2 separate regions of the Triticum aestivum genome follow, and region 2 is linked to region 1. The links are chromatin contacts, called in public Hi-C maps. All regions are on one chromosome and are shown on one strand. The core of a region is the stretch at or near the end of the contact, and the rest is flanking DNA. Distances in the headings are between cores, read along the strand shown. Region 1 holds the start of LOC123105606 (probable methylenetetrahydrofolate reductase). Region 2 holds the start of LOC123105608 (KH domain-containing protein SPIN1).

Region 1 (6,203 bases), core at 1,421-3,920:
AAATAAAATTCTATATATTTTATATGTTCGATGTTTGTTGGATTATCTCCAGAAAAAAGGTGTATCAGAAGCAATCCACACCTTCAGGTGCTCCCATGAATCCCAGTTCAAAATACGGTGCAAATGGCCATGGAAAATTCCAAAGAAACGAGAGCAAGGGTGCTATATTGATACACAGTCAATATAGCACAAAAGGGAGATAATGAAGGTACTATTACCTAAAACATGTCTTTTTTTCGGCCCTGTAATTTTATATAATGACCAAATAAACCAATTTGCCTTGTGTTTTGGGGAAAGATGTGAATCCAAAGGGGGGACAGACCAGATACACTTTCATCCATGTCATTACTTGTGATGGAGCTACAGCAACACACCGTACCTTAGTTTTGCAGAATCCAGTCATGCGCACAAATCCTTTGTAGTTATTTATTGGCATTATGCCAGGAACGATAGGGCAGGTTATACCAATCTGACGGCAGTCGTTCACAAACTTGAGAAAGATATCGGTATCATAGAAAAGCTGGGTGACTATAACGTCAGCACCAGCATCAACCTGCAGAGAAATGTAGATTGAGAATGAAGCTGACAAAGAGCAATTTTATGCTCAACAAGTACATAGGGTATGCAACAGGTTACATCATTAGGACATGGCCTTGCATAGAATCTTGTCCAGGCATCGATCAAGAGAGTTAACAACCATACAGTTTTCATTTTCAACTACAAGAACCAACAAGATTGATGAGAACCTTTCTCTTCAAGTAAGCAAGATCTTTGCTATATGCTTCCTCCGTAGCACCTTCCTCGCCTAGTATTACCTCAGGGTGTGCCTCTGACATTTGAAAAACAGAAATAACAATTATAATTTGTAACATTGAAACCGTCCACCGACTGTAGAGAGAAGCTAAGTGTTGCTAACCTGGATAGCCAGCGACAGTTATGCCAAAGTAATCACCATACTTGGCTTTAATGTGCTCCACCTGCAATTGGAAAACAGAAGGCATCAGGACTAACATCTGAAATCCTAGATATCACAAGCAACAGCAATCAGCTTGCCATCATGTCCATGCCTCTCCAATGTAATAAGACTTAATTACATTCCATCTGTTGGAAGAAGAGGTGCTTACCAGATCTAGAGCACAAGAAAATCCACCAGCAACTTGAACAAATTTGTCCTGGCCATGTGGAGGATCTCCTCGAAGTGCCAGAACATTTTGAATCCCATTGGACTTGATGGTATCCAAAGCATTATCGATCTTCTCCACTGGCATGTTGGTGCATGTCAAGTGCATCATCGTTTCCACACATACCTGCAAAATAATAACATTGAAATGTTAGAAGTCACCGACAATATTTATGGCAGCAATGCAAAGAATCATTGGAAATTTAAAAGAAGCTTCGGAAATTAATTTGAAATTATCCAGAGCAACATATTGGCATGACAGAATGTTCGTAGTAAACTTTAATACTATCAAATGAGTGTCTTCTTCCAAACTTGTTTAAAAACAACGGTCACTACTTGTTTAAAAACAACATGTTGGCACATTTCTCTGTCCCCAGATACACCCAACATTGAGCACATGACATAAGAAATTCAGACCACGATGCCATGAAACCCAGACAGGAAATCCTATCAAGACTCATCCCAGAAAAACTCAGAAAGCAAGTAAGCAACAAGCCCCTTACTGAGAGTGTTGACCGAGTCAGAATGGATGAACTCAGTGAGTCAATGTGGCCCAGCTCATCAAAATTACTAATCTCAATAAAACCCCTACCGTTCCATAGCTTAAATGTGCGTTGAACTAAGCATTATACAAGCATAAAAAATAATAATATACCATGTCTATAACACTCCCCTGCTCACGTTGAGGCATAAGTTAGCAATAATTGTCTCTTAAACTCAGAAAGCAAGTAAGCAATAATTCTCTCTTAAACATAATCAGTAACTAGACGACATGGAAGCAGATGAACTCCTACTTGGCACCAGTTCCATTTCACCCTAAATCAGCTGTTAGCACCAAATGCGTCCGTTAACTTTGAACTTGGAGTAAAAGCAATCTAAACTAATTACTAACCCGTCGAACTCTATGGAGACGAAGCGACAATTCGCGGAATTAAGCAAATCCGGTCATCCCAAAACCGAACATGCTTCCCAGCACCCCCTTCACGAATTACAGTGTCGCATTGCGCCTAAATCCGAGCCGGATCAAACCAGCCAAGCAAACGAATCGAACCCGGCATATCTCGCGGGCGGAAGGCGCGCCGAAACAGAGCAGAGCAGAGCGGATCAGATCAGATCGCGCGCGGGCGGGCGGGCGGGCGCAGCAGGCGGCAGTTGACGGGGCGAGGGAGACGTGCGTACCATGTTCTGCATGCGGTTGGCGATGTCGAGGGTGACGTCGGCGGTGGATCCGCCGGCGCCCCAGGTGATGTCGCAGAAGTTGGGGCCGTGCGCCACCATGCGGTCCATCCGCTCGAAGAGGTTCTCCACGCCCTCCTCCGTCTTGGGCGGGAAGTACTCGAAGGAGAAGACGGTCCGGCCATTCGCCGCCGCCTCCTGGATCTTCTCGATCACCTTCATCTTCCTCTTCCTCTTCCTCTAGAACCTTCTCCCCCACTGCTCTGGCTCTGCTAATGGCGTCGCGGCGGGCGGGCGGGCGGGTGGACGAGGGGTAGCGGCTGGTGGCGAGTGGGTTTATAGGAGATCTGACTCCACCAACCACTCCCGCTGGATGGGCGCGGCGCACCAGTGTGGCCCGCCCGCTGCCCGGTGGGGCCCGGTTGTATGCGCGAAGGTGGTTACGTGTGGCGCTTGTGGGACGGGTGCAGGGATGTTGTGGTGGGGCGGGTGGACGGTCCCCCGGCGTCGCTGTCCTGCACCAACCCAAATGTGTGGGCACGACACTGACCACTGCCAAGCCGGGTTTAGAAATCTGCCCCGCCGTCACTAGCATGTGGGTCCGCGACTTAATGGGTTTGGAGTGGTAGGCAGCGAAATGTCTACCTACGATTGATTCTCGTGGGATTCTTCCACGAGCGCTGTGGACTTCCGCTGATTTGGCGATCCGGTGACACATGTAAAAAGGAAAATTGAGTGGAGCTTGCCATATGTGATTGAATTGCCACTGAATTTTGGGGGTGTTTCCATGTACGTAAAAAGTTTCGACATTATCGGATCACCAGAAGTTGTGCAACACGTGGCCATAATAATCCAAGAGAAAAACAAAAGACGACGATAGCTGCCACACGTGTGGTATATTCGACATGCGCCCACACACCGTGTGTGGTGTGAGCAGGAGACAGCCCACACGGGCTGTGTGTGGACGGACATTAGAATTGCCCACACACGTGGGCGCGGTTATTTCATGCCACATGCCCAACAAGTACTACTTATCTCCACCCCGCGCGTATGACACGAAGCAAAAATGCCCACACGTCCTGGCGCAGCTACGTTAGGTACCCGCGGGATGACGATTTAGTTGCCATCTTGGTTGGCAGATGTAGTTATCCGAAATGACAAGTGTAGTTGTAAAAGCATGGCAGCTCTATCTGTTTTGGTTAACTATAGTTGCCATGTCTAATTTATGGTAGTTTTTTTTGCGGGGTCTAATTTATGGTAGTTGTCGTGTGTAATCAAACCGTAGTTGCCGTGTGTGATTAACTACTTGCCACATATGGTCAAACAGTAGTTGCCATATGTATTTACCTAGTTGCCATGTGTGTTTACCTAGTTGTCACGTATGGTCCAACCATAGTTGCCATGTATGGCTAATCATAGATGTCATGTGTGTTTATCTGGTTGCCACGTACGCGCAAATGCACTTGCCCTCTAGCAAAGAATCACAGTTGTCATGTCTGTTTACCTAGTTGCCACGTTCGCGTAACTGCAGTTGTCATCCACAACGTAGGAGTATCGTGTGGGTGAAAAGCAGTTCGCCCACACGCGCATGGACTAGATGGTGGTTGTGTGGGCAGAAACTAGTTCGACCACACAGCGCAGCTGGCAAACAGCGTGGTGCGAGCGTGTGGACAAACCCTCCAACACCCACACAGCAAGCCCGTCCTATGTGACATGCAAATTCTGCCTCAATGTGTCAAGATTCATGTAAATTGCACTGGACGATGATCTACGTGTGTGGGCGAGTTACAAAACTACTACACGTATGAACGTTAGTGTTTTCGAAAAACAAAAAAAGAAGAAAAGATGAGGACAAGAGCACTCCTGCCGACTCGCCCAACTCCACAAAAATGGAATGGGGTGGCGCCATCGTGACAACAATCTCGATTCGCCTCTTCTTGTCATCTTCTCCCCTGGAGATGGAGATTCAAAACAATGTATAGCAATTCAAAAGGAGAATTGAGTGGAACCTGCCATATGTATGTAATTGAATTGCCACTGATTTTTGCGAGTGTTTCCATGTACTACGTAAAAGCTTTGATATTACCGGAGCATCAGAGATCGTGTAACACGTGGACACAATTAATCGAGAGAAAAACAAAGGAAAAAAATAGAGATGTGAGGACAGGGCCACTCCTGCCGACTCGTCCAGCTCAGCTACAATGGAATGGGTGGCGCCATCGTGACAACAATCTCAGTTTTGCAAGAAAGCTACTCCCTCCTATAAGATCGCTTTGCAACCTCGATCTTATATTATGAGACCGACGAGTACGTCTGAATTAAACTCAAATTCTCATTGTAGCAAAGCCAAAACACAGGGAAGTATAACAAATTTTAGCACATTGATCTTGGCATGTTTGATGCCATTTGCTTTCTTGGTCCGAACTCCCCCCGCCCCCCACTTTTCATTCATAGAGCTCGAGGTGTAATGAGTGGCGTGTATCGAGGGATGCCACTAGAGGCCTTCGCGATGTAGGTTTAGAATGGCATATCTCTACTGTTAAAATGAGTTTGTTGGCTTGGCTTCTACTCTTCGCATTGATACATGCCCTCTTCCATCGTTTTTTTTTCAAAACAAGTAGTAATCATCATTAAAAAATATTAAACCAACGCCGCACCTCCTCATTTCTTGAGATAGAAATCCCTTGTAAGCGATCAACAAAAACCAAAAAAATCATTAATAACAAGAAATCTCTTTGAAGCAAACAACAAAATCAACTCACGTAGTTGTATGTACACGATCACAATCTTAATGGCATCGCATATTTCCTTACCCTTACCTATGCCTTCGCTCCTCGCAGCATATATCAATCCCAACCCAATCAAAAAAATTCTACGAATGAAGCAATAGAATAAATTTATGCTGTTGCAACGCATGGCTATTTAACTAGTATCTATTATTAAAGGGGAATTTGTTCATTTTTCTTTCATCGTTTCCGCCCCTTCCTATCAATACATGCTCCCTTGCATCCTTTTTTAGAACCACGCGTTAATCCTCATTATAATTTTTCAAACCGACCCCACCTTCTCATTTCTGGAAAAAGAAATCCCTTATAATTAAATCAACAAAAATCAAATAAATCGTCAGTAGTAAGAACCCCTTTCAAGGAAACAACAAAACCAACTCACATAGTTGTACATACACAATCTCAATCGCATCATATCGTTTCTTACCTTTGCCTATGAATTCCCTCCCCACGGCATATCCCAATCTCAAACTCGTCTAAAATTCCTATGCTCAAACACTACAAATAAAGTTGCCCCCATTGCAACTCACCGGTATCTAGCTAGTGGTAATAATAGGCCATCATAGGCAAGCAGGCAAAAGTCATTTCATCGTCACTCCTACCATCGTCACCTCTTATTATTGAAAGTGGGAGACATACTGCATTGGTGACACTAGCCTGGTGATTCCCATTCAATAATTTTGATAGTGTTCTCAAGAAATAAAGTTTGATGTTATCAAAGCATACAAAAATTGGATTTAGTAATATGTGGACACAATACGATGGGAAAAAGAAAAAGAAAAAGACATGGACGTAATGGGTAAATCGTTATCGAACAAAGTAATTGACAAATGGACTGCCCTACAAGAAATGTTTCTCAATGGAATTATATAATTCTGAATTTGTGTGTATGAAAATATTCTGACATAAATGGAAGGGTGGCACTATAATGACAACAATCTTGATTCTTTTCTTCTTGTCATGTTTTTCCTAGAGATTGAGAAAAATGTATAAGAATATAGAGCGAACCAATAAAAGTTGTTTCATAACTAAAAACAAAGGGAGCACGTGAGATTTGTGTT
Region 2 (6,203 bases), core at 1,431-3,930, 220 kb after region 1:
CCTGTGAACAGTAAAATCTTAAAAAAATAGTTTAAAATAAAAAACTGAGTTTTTTTTGGGGGGGGGGGGGGCGCAAACATTGACAAACTCTCAACATGCATGTGTGAAAATTTTCTTGAAGAAACAATATTCCGAAATGCTTCCTAAAATACAAAATTGATGCTCCAAAAGTTCGTTTTTAAACGCATTTTGGAGCATCGATTTTGTTTTTTAGGGGGCATTTCGGAACATCTTTTATCCATGAAACTTTGCACGCATGTAGAACATTTTTTAATGTTTGTTTTTACTATTTTTTGTCGAATTTATTGATCAGTGAGGATGCATATGAGCTCGCGAGAAGGACACTTTCCCGATTCATGAGTCATCTGATTTTTATTTCTTATTAAACACATGGAGCATGTAAACTATCCGTTGAGTTTTTCTCCGGACGGTCATTCGTGGACTTATTTAAATCTAGATTTTTTTGCGGGGGTAAATCTAGAAAAATCTAACAAAGAAACTATTCTCACAGAGGCAGGACGTGCGTGCGCGCGTCACAGAGACGAGTGTATGTGCGTGTTCGTCGGCAACTCTGGTTATGCTATGCTAAAAGGAAAAGAAACCATTCACTTTCAAAAGCCTCCGATAACTACCACGGGTTTTCGTCCGCAGCATTCGAGAGCGGGTCTAGATGTCAAAAAAATACCTGAAACCGAATACGACACCTTGTGTTTATTCTAGCACCGTCCCATTAATTCTCTAGTTATTTTTCTAATTTGTTCGCGCTGGGTCGGTGCAATGTAATCCGTCGTCGTCGTCGATCGTAATTACGATGTATACAAACAGTACCCGCCGCACGACGACTAGCTCGAACACGCCAGTGATCCCCTGTGTGTTGGCGATAAGGCCGAACTTGCTCTAGCCTGTGCGCCGACGGCGACGGCCATGTTGACGATCCCATACCAACCGCCGACGATCCCATACGGGAAACAGCAGCATCACGAAATACGGGTGGACGGAGCCAATTCGTGGGCCGCTGCTGGACACAAGGTTAGCAGCTCGAACAGTGATTTGAAAGTGTTCCTGTCGCGTGCTTGGACAAATACACACCTATTCATGAATGTGAGCTATTACAATTTACATGTGTATTTTTTTAATTTGTATATGTGTACGGTCCTGGTCGCTAAGGGGGGCCGTGCCCACTAAATGCGTGAAAGCCAAATTTTTTGGGAGATAATAAAAGAGCCACCTGCATGTTGGATGGGGAGTTAAATTTAGGTTTGGGGGAAAAACTGACCCTAGTGACGAAATGGACAGTTTGGAAGAACGAGTGTGACATGGGGATTTTTGGCTTGCCCAAATTTGCCAGGCATTCGATCACTACACTTGAGAGGGAGCGGGGCCCCACTAACATGTGTCTCATGTTTATTAGATGCTAATTCTTTCTGTATTTCCATAGTTTTGAGCACATTAAAACAATAGGTATTCTAGCTGTTGACAGCTGGACAACCACATTTTACTTTCCTGCACTAACAAAGGAAATTAATTAGTAGATTTATTGCAGGGAATTAATTAGTAGATTTTGGTTGCTGCATATTTGTCTCAAAGGGCTTGCAGGGAAATACAGGTTGGACATAATAACACTCTAGTTATAAATGAAAGGATGTGATTCTACGCGTTAAAATATTTAATGAATGATAACCATGATAAATTAAAGAAAAACTTATTTTGGGGTATTTATTAAATAGGTAACACATGTTTATTTTGAAACATATATGTCGTGATCAATAAGCTTGTGCATCCATATCCACAAGAAAGGAGTACAACTATGTAAAGACATCATTTTCCCTGGGATGACAAAGTCTATGTGCCACATTGACTAATTCTTTTTTTTTGGGGTGATGGAACAAGAGTTCTACATGTTTGAAAATTTCACATATGCATGTAACTGTAATCATGTATATATGTCTTTGCGTGTCATTCTTCCATAGGAACTCCTAAACTATACATATGAAAAACAAAATCTTCACATATGGTGGCAAAAATAACCAAAATACTATATGCAAAATATATTCTTTTTAGGTGTGATCTATAAAAATAGCAACACCACAGTTTCCTATAAAAAAACTAGCAAAAATCAAGATTAGATAGGTAAACATATTTTTCCAGCAGTGCTTCTATCTTTACGTCCCGGGAGCGATTTTGTTGACGTGTCGTGATACACGTGGAAGTGGCTACACCACCCAGACGTTCCGTAGACCTTTTAAAGGAGAAAATGATTTCCGGATAAACCGCGAAACTACAGGTGTCTATTAAAACGACGCCGTTGATTTAGAATATAACGAAGAACCTTTTTCAGTGGTATTATGCCTTATTTTAAATATGAAAAATAAATTCATCGGCACGACGAAAACAAATTACGAAAACCGCGGCAACAGCTGCACCGCCTGAACCTTTCGCGGAAAGAATAAAACGGTTTCACATAAACCAGAGAAAACTTGGTGTTGTCATGCAGAGTCCAGACACAGACACGATGTGACTCACAAAAAATCGAAAAGACCTATTTTCCTCACCCATTTTATTGTTGTGAGGAAATTGTGGCTTTTGATAAAGCCTTTCCAACGGGGGGTGCCGTGCTGGCGCGTTGCAACCTAGCGGGGGAGGCCAGCTCTAGAGAGAGAAAAGGGTTCCAGAGCGGCAGCCCCCAACACCTCCCCCCCTCTCTCTCTCTCCCCCCCTACGCTGGCTGCTGCCGCTGCAGACTGCACGCACCCTAAAGCAGCGAGCCTTTCCACCTCTCCTCTCCTCTCCTCTCCCTGCCACCCCACCCACACACCACCGCCACCACCCCGCCTCGGCCTCGGCTGCGGCGCCCTGTGTCTCCGCCTCTCCGGAGCGGGAGCGGCCGCCGCCGCCCGCCGCCGCCATGTCCGGGCTGTACGGCCAGCAGGGGTTCTCCCCTTCCAGGAACCTATCCCCCCAGATTAGAAGCAACCCAGATGTCGATAGGTAGAGGCGGCGCACGGATTTTTCTTGGTTTCTTTGCTTGTTTCTTGGCCAATTCGTGGTGGCAAGATTGGTTTTTTATTTATTATTATCGTGCGCTGTGTTTTCTTTTCTTCCTGTTGGGTTTGGTCGCTTTGATGGGTGAATGGAGATGGTGATGTGATTGCTCTGTAATTAATGGTTTTGTGCAGCCAGTACTTGGCCGAGCTGCTCGCCGAGCACCAGAAGCTGGGGCCTTTCATGCAGGTGCTGCCCATATGCAGCAAGCTGCTGAGCCAAGGTGAGATCTCCTGATCTCCCCTTTTTACTGTTTTGTCTGCAGGCTGATGTGATTTTCCTCTGTTTATGCACGGGAGTGGTGTTCCTCTGCAACCATGGATACGGAAGTACATGGCTGCAGGGCTTGGATACTGCCCACTTTAGATTAGATGGCATTGGTTGTTGCTGCCTGGTTGTATGGTCTCTGGTGCATTCACTGCTTGGATGACACTGTTTTCATTTTATACATACTGCGATGTTTTCATTCGTCGGGGCGAGAATTAGATGATTGCAGTTATGCGCGGTAATGTTGATCAATCCTTCTGTTGCAATCTATGTTTGCAATGAGGTAGATCAATCTTCTTCTTGACTGGCATATGGTGGTCGATTGCTGTTGGAAACTTGTCTGGTATCTTAGCAAATCATCCCACCATTGGTGAGAACCATATGTCTGATCTAGGGTTCATCTTAACTGTACCATGTAAAAAGCAGTGCTTAAGTTTGTGGATTGTATATACACTGGACAACACTAAATGCTGTATATGAACGTCGGCATATATATCGCTGTCAAATAAATCAATGACATTATCAACCAAAGAGTTGTTGAGATATCCTGCGGCCTTGCTCATTTCCAGCCTCACTACATATAAACATCTTTTGATATAACTATGAAGTTCTTCTGCAAACTGGGCTGATTATAGGAATACTTCACTTGATACTCAGCCTCTTTCTATAGGGCATGCTTAGACCGTCTGACTCTTTTTTCTGCGTGCAGCACACATGCTTGGATCATGATTTATGGGATTTTCTTTATCTCACATATTAGCCTGAGGGATTCACTATCTTCAGTGAGGCTATCAAGAATTCTTTTGTTTAAATGGTGGTGTTTGATCAAATTTTACATCGACTGCATCACACTCTAATGTCTCTTGGTTAGACCAGCCTGTAGAACGAACTATACGCTGGCCATCAGCATGTTGTATGTATATTAGATAAGTATATCTAAGGAACGGTTGATGTTTTTATGAGGATTGAAAAAGGAATGGTTTGTGTTATGGACCTACTGTGAATGATCATACGAATATCTTGGATCTGGTTCCTATGTGCATATGCTTTTTGATATCTGCCTTTGTCCAGTCAGTGTTTATCCATTGTATGATTATATCGTGTCTTGGTTGCGAAAAATAACCTAACATCGATGTACAAAATTCTGTTTGTAATCAATAGCTTATCCATTTCTTTTGATCTAAATTCTCACCTGACCTTCTTGTTACTCAGAGATTATGCGGGTGTCAAACTCTGCCCACAACCCTGGATTCAGTGATTTCGATAGACATCGATTCAGAAGTCCTAGTCCAATGTCTTCACCAAATCCAAGATCCAATCTCTCTGGCAATGGGTTTAGTCCTTGGAATGGACTGCACCAAGAGGTAGACATTCATTCATTACATATTTATTTGTTAAGGAAGAAATAAAATATGTTTCCAATCCAGTAGATCACGCTATTGCACCTTTATACTCCAGAAGGTACATGCTTTCACTGTGAGAGTTTTAGCCATTATTATCTATAAAATGGACCCTGTCGGTACATAAGTTATAGTAAACTTTTTGGGTCTGCAATATGATACTATGATATATAAAATTCATAATACAATGTAAATGTGGGTTTTTTTGGTGGAAAATATTGTCTGTTATTCATGTTGTGCACATTCTTCCAAATATTTTTATTTCATGAAACGATACTGATGAATCGTTTGTGCTTTGCCATTTTGAACTATTCAAAAGAGGTTAGGTTTTCCTCAAGGAAATAGTATGGATTGGCAAGGAGCGCCACCAAGCCCTAGCTCTCATGTCATGAAGAAGATTCTACGCTTGGAGGTCCCAGTTGATTCTTATCCGAGTGTACGCTGCCTCTAACTTGTGCAATTTTATTTTTACACAGAATGATGATTGATCCATTTTTTATTCCTTTGCTGATATAACTTTTGCTTTCACGGCAGTTCAATTTTGTGGGACGTATTCTAGGACCTAGAGGCAATTCTCTAAAGCGGGTAGAAGCATCTACTGGTTGTCGCGTTTTCATCAGAGGAAAGGGTTCCATCAAAGATCCAGGGAAGGTAACCAAAGTTCGCAATGTTTGATCTGCACCCCCTGAAGTTAAATTATACATTTTTTTCTGAAGTCTGCAAATTGGGTTGCATACTAAGTTGAGTAAGTTTACTGGAATCGTCTTCCAGTTCTACGGATCTCATCCATCACCATGTTTGGCTTTTCACAACCTGTTCATAACCCCATTGGATGATTATGTGTTCTAACTTTCTCCTGGAACTCCCTACCCCTTTCCTAACCCATAATTATGTAACTGCAAGCTAATTATTTTTTCTTCACGATAACTTTACTTTTACACCGACGTGCGATATATTTCTATTCTGTCCAGTTTACTTGTCAACTTTCTTTTTATTCCTCGTAAATCTGTTTTCCTGTTTGGCAATTTTTGCCTGTAGGTTCCATTGCTTGCTTTTTTGCCTCTCACCTTGTGTTTCTACTACGTTGCTGAGAACTTAAGTTTCACTTTTTTTTTCTTTTTTTCTTCAAGGAGGACAAGCTGCGAGGAAAACCAGGCTATGAGCATCTGAGTGAACAACTTCATATCTTGATAGAGGCTGAGTTCCCAGCCAATATTATTGATGCCAGATTGAGACATGCACAGGAAATTCTAGAAGAACTGCTAAAGCCAGTGGTAAGTAATTAATGTTTCCATGTACATATTCGCTTTCTGAAGAAAGCCAATGAAATACCCAGTTATCCTTTTATAGTTTATAATACCATGAAAATTCTTTTTAATAAAATAATAATTGATAATGTGAGGAATCACATATAAAAATGTTGCTTCCACCTTCTCTAGTGCTAGTGGTCACCACCTAGCAGATACTCCCTCCGTCCAAAAAAACTTGTCCCAA

The links. A called contact is a pair of places that touch in the nucleus more often than the background predicts.
Region 2: a contact with region 1 is called in a Hi-C map of leaf, with 4 times the contacts expected there. The contact joins the promoter of LOC123105608 here to the promoter of LOC123105606 in region 1. A contact is called at or near these places in 3 of 5 Hi-C or Micro-C datasets (all in leaf).

What each region holds. Positions count from the first base shown.
Region 1 is chr5A:647,495,896-647,502,098 of IWGSC CS RefSeq v2.1, forward strand. It overlaps LOC123105606 (probable methylenetetrahydrofolate reductase), which reads right to left and starts at 2,671. Exons shown (of 12, transcript XM_044527696.1): 1 at 2,360-2,671; 2 at 1,125-1,307; 3 at 917-977; 4 at 747-829; 5 at 380-553. The coding sequence starts at 2,578.
Region 2 is chr5A:647,713,900-647,720,102 of IWGSC CS RefSeq v2.1, forward strand. LOC123105608 (KH domain-containing protein SPIN1) reads left to right here and starts at 2,681. Exons shown (of 7, transcript XM_044527698.1): 1 at 2,681-2,988; 2 at 3,177-3,265; 3 at 4,522-4,673; 4 at 5,029-5,145; 5 at 5,244-5,360; 6 at 5,840-5,983. The coding sequence starts at 2,906.